Regions from separate parts of the Sus scrofa genome. Here region 2 is linked to region 1. A link is a contact called in public promoter capture Hi-C data. All regions are on one chromosome and are shown on one strand. Each heading gives the region's core, a stretch centred on a gene start, on an enhancer-like site or on the middle of the called end of the contact. The rest is flanking DNA. Distances are from core to core; before and after follow the strand shown. Region 1 holds the start of C1H15orf61. Region 2 holds the start of SKOR1 (SKI family transcriptional corepressor 1).

Evidence for each region. Promoter capture Hi-C pulls out the DNA fragments that hold promoters and counts their contacts.
Region 2: a promoter capture Hi-C map of fetal liver shows a contact between it and region 1, with 2.4 times the contacts expected there. The contact joins the promoter of SKOR1 here to the promoter of C1H15orf61 in region 1. A contact is called at or near these places in 3 of 5 promoter capture datasets (fetal liver, fetal skeletal muscle and liver), 10 of 47 Hi-C or Micro-C datasets (embryonic fibroblasts, epiblast stem cells, fetal heart ventricle and 5 more) and 1 of 2 datasets of contacts at active chromatin or transcription factors (skeletal muscle).

The regions. Positions count from the first base shown.
Region 1 is chr1:165,435,363-165,438,495 of Sscrofa11.1, forward strand. It overlaps C1H15orf61, which reads left to right and starts at 1,448. Exons shown (of 2, transcript XR_297238.2): 1 at 1,448-2,100. LOC110261942 (a long non-coding RNA gene) reads right to left here and starts at 1,424. Exons shown (of 4, transcript XR_002346361.1): 1 at 1,329-1,424; 2 at 1-26.
Region 2 is chr1:165,751,859-165,754,782 of Sscrofa11.1, forward strand. SKOR1 (SKI family transcriptional corepressor 1) reads left to right here and starts at 1,664. Exons shown (of 9, transcript XM_021100496.1): 1 at 1,664-1,770; 2 at 1,991-2,924. The coding sequence starts at 1,664.

The DNA.
Region 1 (3,133 bases), core at 198-2,697:
CAATTTCCTTCCAGTATATTCCTTTTCTGCTAAAAACAAAACAAAATAAAAACCCAAGACAACAAACTAGCCTCGTTTTTAAAATTTACCTTTAATGTTAAAATTCTGCAATTATGTTTAGTAATAAAAGACAAGTTTTCATGTACTTTATACGATGGAGTTCTATGACAGATTTTGTTTGAAAAAGGACTCCAATACTTTTTAAAATTTAATTTGAAATCACAGTATTGAATCACCTCCCTGACTCAGCTTAGCCTCTCTCCAGCCATTTCTGAGCAAATCTAACTACATCATGCCTCCACCTAAAATCCTTTAAAATTTTTTATCTAATAGCGAATCCTAAAAAGTTCAAATTATTTGTATGACTATAAGGTCCCTAAAACTACTTAACCTACCAGATTTGGCACATGGTAGTGGGTGCTCAATCAATGTTTGTTGAATGAATCAATAAAAACTGGAGAATGTAAAAGCTAGCCACACTATCCTACATTCCCCTTGCATTTTCAACAATAATAGTAATTGTTACATGGTGTTTACACACCATTACCTCATTTACAAACAGCACTTTCCAGACACATCTCATTTATGCATGGTTTCTTCAACATGATGAATTTCGGACATATAACAGAAAACCAATGTATATGTTACTACCTCAAGAAGCTGCAAAGTTTGATAAAAGTTTTTCCTAAAGTAATAGATTTGATATTGGGTGACTAAAGATTATTATTAAGATTTATAACTAAGACTCCTGGTCTGGCATTCACCAGGCTTTTAGGAGGGAGGTGGTGGTGCGCATCGCATAGCAAGCCTTGGGACTTTTTTACAGATAAACTTTTTTTCTTTTTTGGCCGCACCTACAGCACGTTTAAATTCTCGGGCCAAGGATCGAACCCTTGCCACAGCAACGATTCCAGCCGCTTCAGCGACAACGCAGGATCCTTAACCCGCTGTGCCATAAGGGAACTTCAAAAAAATAAACTTTTTATGTTGAAATATCTGGGATTTATTTTATACAACACCACTGAGGGGTCCTAGAGACAAAAGCACTTTCTGACTTTACCAGCCACTGCAAATCTGGGCCCTTAGCTTTTAACTCACTTCCCTGAGGAAACCTTCTCAATTGTCTCCGCAGTAACTCCAAGTAAGGATTTCACTTGGGCCTGGGGTTTGGAAAAGAGATGTGGGCTTGAATTCTGCAGCTCAAGAGAGCGGTTATGTTTTTGTTTTAAAACTTAATTTTCCTCATACCTAAACTGATAAAACTCGCGTATTCCCCCCGCCCGGGGTTATTAACGACTACGTGAGGACCTTAGTGACGACTTAACTACCTGCTCAGAAAGGGCAAGCCGCACTCTCCGCCCGGCTCCCGCCGCCAGGCTCTGCGCCCTTAGCTGGCGGGACCTTTGTGCGCACGCGTCACCGCGCCCCCGGGGATGTCTCGTGCACTCGCGCAACGCCGGTTGGGCGTCCCGCCGCTCGCCCCGGGGAGCGGGCGCGCGGGCACGTTCCTGCGGCCCCGCCCCCAACGGCGCGCACCCCTACGGCAGCCGAGGGGCGGGGGACCCGGGCGAGGCCGGTCATGGAGGCCCTCCGAAGGGCTCACGAGGCCGTGCTACGGCTGCTGCTCTTCCGCCCCTGGGCCTCCGATGCTGCCTCCCGCCTGAAGCCCCGCGCCTCGGAGGTGCTGACCCGGCACCTGCTACAGCGGCGCCTGCCGCACTGGACATCCTTCTGCGTGCCCTACAGCGCAGTCCGCAACGACCAGTTCGGCCTCTCGCACTTCAATTGGCCGGTGCAGGGCGCCAACTACCACGTCCTGCGCACCGGCTGCTTCCCCTTCATCAAGTACCATTGCTCCAAGGCCCCTTGGCAGGACCTGGCCCGGCAGGACCGGTTCTTCACGGCGCTCAAGGTCATCAACCTCGGTGAGTGGCCCGGGCCGCTGAACCACGCCCTGCAAATGATGCCCCCCACTGTTTGCAAAGCACGCTAACATTCTCGCTCCGAGGCCCAGACCCCGGCCCAAGATGAGACGCTTCGCCCCAGGCCGCGGAGTTTCCCAGACTGCGTATGCGTCCCCCCCACAACACCACCTTTCAGGTTCGTCCATGTCGCTGGTCTTCTGTATCCCCGCCCCGCAGGTCCTTGAGAAGGCTAAGTTGTTGCTTCTGAATCGTGCCCCAGATTGTGGGGCTTATCCACAGGCTTGTAGAAAGGGACTACCCTGCATCACCCCTGGGGAGAGGGCTTGCCATCTTCACTTCCTGCCACTCTTAATTGGAAGAACCCCTAAGCCCCTGGAAAATGGCTCGAAAAGTGTTTTTGTTGTTGTTTTTTTATGCCTTATTGCGGGGCAGAATTCGTTCCCATCCATGAACATAATTTTGTGGGTGCATTCGTATTATCAAAACTCGCACCACTTTTTAAGTGTCTTTATTTTCTTTATGTGAAATCCCAGAAAGTTAGATTTACTAGAGCACTAAAGGTTTTCGTTAGTGTTGTTAGCTTCATCAGATATTAGGCCTAAAAGATATGTAAAAGACTGCCTCTTTAATACTCATATGTTTTCATGGGAATATTCTAACCCTAACTAGAGTATTTACTCTTGCTGGATGTTTATTTTCTTTTGGTTAATGGCAGAAAAGGCGTGAACCAATAATGACATGCGTGCACCTTTTATAGGTCAGGGAAAAATAGGCCTCAAGGTGTTTTTAACCCATTAATAGCTGATATCGAATTAAACCAGATTCTAGTAAATCAGAATCTAGACGTGCAAGCTGACCCACGTTGTTATCCAACTAGTTTTTTTCAGCCAGAATTACAGCTGATTATTCCTTAAATTTAAATACGATATGTATATTTTTACTTATAATGACTCATGTGAGTCAGTCAAGGGGTTCTGGAGCCATTTCTCCACAGGGACTATCCTGGCTTCATTCCATTAAGGAGATTATTTAGCAATGTGTAATCCTTTAAAAATATGTGTTATTATCTGGCTGGTGGACTATATAGAGCATGCTTACTAATTTTGAGGTTGATATGACGTTGAAGAGTGTAGTAACTTAGAAAATTAAATTCAAAATTATTTGGAGAGACTGGAGAGATGACTAGAATCAAGAAGAATAAGTTTATT
Region 2 (2,924 bases), core at 414-2,913, 320 kb after region 1:
GGAAAACCCGGCGAGGACTCCAGACCCTCAACGTGGGGAGGACCCGCTGGGCTCAGGGCGCTCCCTTCACTGCATGCGGGCAGGGCACACTTGCCGATTTCGGGGAACCAAGAAGACATCGTCATTTCCCAGAACCGCGGCGCCCCCCCCCCCACCACTTCCCCAGCCTGCCTGAGAGCCCTTTGGGGCATTCGGGGCTTTTCTTGCTGACCCTTCAGCCAAGGAGTTAGGTCAGTGCTTTTTCCTCCTAAAATGTTAGGAGGGACTTTAACGCAAAAGGAGGGTCAACTAGTTTCAATTTGATCCACGGAGATAAAGATGAAACAGGCAGATAACAGATTAAATAGCTTGATTTAAGAAGGTATAAGGACAGATGGGAGAAAGAGGCGTGAGCTGGGAGAGACAGACACCTTAGGGACAGATAAGATCGACAGATGAGGGGCACCTAGACGGAGAGAGGGAGAGAGATGGACCCTCAGAAGATCTCAGTTTCCTTGGTGAGGCTTTTGAGGTCTGATCCCCTGTCGGGCTGGAGCTGCCCCTGTAAAAATGGATCTGCCTTTCCTGCCGAGTTTAGGGGAGGGGCCCTTAGGGTTGGCCTGCCTGGGCCGCAGGAGCGCCTTCAGCCATGGGGGTGGAGGGAGCCTTCCGTGTCTGATGACACGTGGCAGGGCTGGGTCACCTAGGGGGCCCCAAGCATCATCCTCGTGTCCTCCTGCTGTTGATGTCCCTGGACCTGGCTGCCTCCTAGCCTTGGCCAGAGAGTAAAGCTCAGGACCAGCAGTAACTTTTGACCTGGAGGCTTGTGGTAGCTTCAGAGACCAGCCAGGATTCCTTTCAGCCAAAATGAGTCAGGACAGCCCAGCATGAAGGATACTCAAAAAGATGACGCCCCCAAAAGAGGAAGCTCAGAGCCTGGAGAGACTGCTTTTGGCCTGGGTGGAAAAAGCATATTTGAAGGAGGAAAACTTAGGGAGTGGGTTGCTAGAAGCAAAGGAGAAGTGGCTTCTGAGAAACTTACTAAAGCCTCTCCATCCCACGTGCTGACCCAGAGGGAAACCAGTTTTAGTCTGGAACGCAGCTAAAAATGCAGAAAACGTGGTTAGGAATTGCCTGACCCTGATCCCATCGATGGCTGGAAAGAAAACGAATTATAGAAAACGGCTCCAGCCAGAATCTTTCTGCTCAACGAATGCAAAGCTCCGGGAGTGAGAGGAAAAGCTTGTGTTTGTGGAAGGCAGCGCTGTTTTCCTGGGGAGCCGGCTGGGCACGGAGCTGAGTGCATTGAGGGCAAGCCTGGGGCTGGAAGCTCGAGGCGTGCTTTGGAGAGAGCCGGGTTCAGCACCGTGAACAGCGGTCGTCTCTGCCTCTCCCCGCCTCCCTCACGGCCTCAAGACCCTCCTCCTTCTCCTTGCCTCCCCCCCGCCTCGGCCCCCCGCCCCCCCGCCCCGCGCCGTCCGCCCCCTGCTGTCTGGAGGTGGGCAGAGACCGCCCCTCCCCCCATTCCTCCTGGCGCTGCCCCCGCCCGCCCGCGTGCATGCGCGACTGAGCAGAGGGGCGGCCTGTCCCCGAAGTCCCGGCTTCAGCACCAGGGCGGGTAGGGCAGGCTGTGAGGGTGGCCGAAGGCGCACGGATTCGGGCGCCAGGAAGCGCGGGTTTGGCAATGGCTTTGCTGTGTGGCCTTGGGCAAGTCACTCTCCATCTCTGAGTCCCACTTCCTCCCCAATCTGAAAACCAGATCGGGTTCCTAGCTACCGGGGCATTCCAGAGGTCTCAATTACCCCTACTCCATCTCCAAACCTTGGGGGCTTTTGTTCCAGCGCCAGCACCCGTCTGAATAACAAAAGGCGCCCGTCCAGGGGGCGAATGAGCTTGGACTCCCCATTGCCAAGTTTCCCTGCGCGCCTCACTCGGCGCGCCCTCCTGGGCGGGCCGAGCCGCGTTGGCGCTGAAAATGGCTTATTGGCTCTCTGCTTTCTCTGTTTCGCAGGAGCGGCGGCATGGAGGCTCTCACCACTCAGCTGGGGCCGGGGCGCGAGGGCAGCTCCTCACCCAACTCCAAGCAGGAGCTGCAGCCCTACTCGGGCTCAAGCGCTCTCAAACCCAACCAAGTGGGCGAGACGTCGCTGTACGGTGTGCCTATCGTGTCTCTGGTCATCGATGGTCAGGAGCGCCTTTGCCTAGCACAGATCTCCAACACTCTCCTCAAGAACTACAGCTACAATGAGATCCACAACCGTCGCGTGGCCTTGGGCATCACGTGCGTGCAGTGCACGCCGGTGCAGCTGGAGATTCTGCGTCGGGCCGGGGCCATGCCCATCTCGTCGCGCCGCTGCGGCATGATCACGAAGCGCGAGGCCGAACGGCTGTGCAAGTCGTTCCTGGGCGAACACAAGCCACCCAAGCTACCTGAGAACTTCGCCTTCGATGTAGTGCACGAGTGCGCCTGGGGCTCGCGTGGCAGCTTCATCCCCGCGCGTTACAACAGCTCGCGTGCCAAGTGCATCAAATGCGGTTACTGCAGCATGTACTTCTCGCCCAACAAGTTCATCTTCCACTCGCACCGCACACCTGACGCCAAGTACACGCAGCCCGACGCAGCCAACTTTAACTCGTGGCGCCGACACCTCAAACTCAGTGACAAGTCGGCTACAGACGAACTGAGCCACGCTTGGGAGGACGTCAAGGCCATGTTCAATGGCGGCACCCGCAAACGGACCTTCTCGCTGCAAGGAGGCAGCGGCGGCGCTAACGGCGGGTCGGGTGGGCAGGGAAAGGGTGGTGCTGGCGGTGGCGGCAGTGGCGGCCCCGGTTGCGGCGCGGAAATGGCCCCAGGCCCGCCACCCCACAAAAGCCTGCGCTGTGGCGAAGATGAGGCCGCCGGACCTCCCGGGCCGCCTCCTCCTCATCCGCAGCGGGGACTT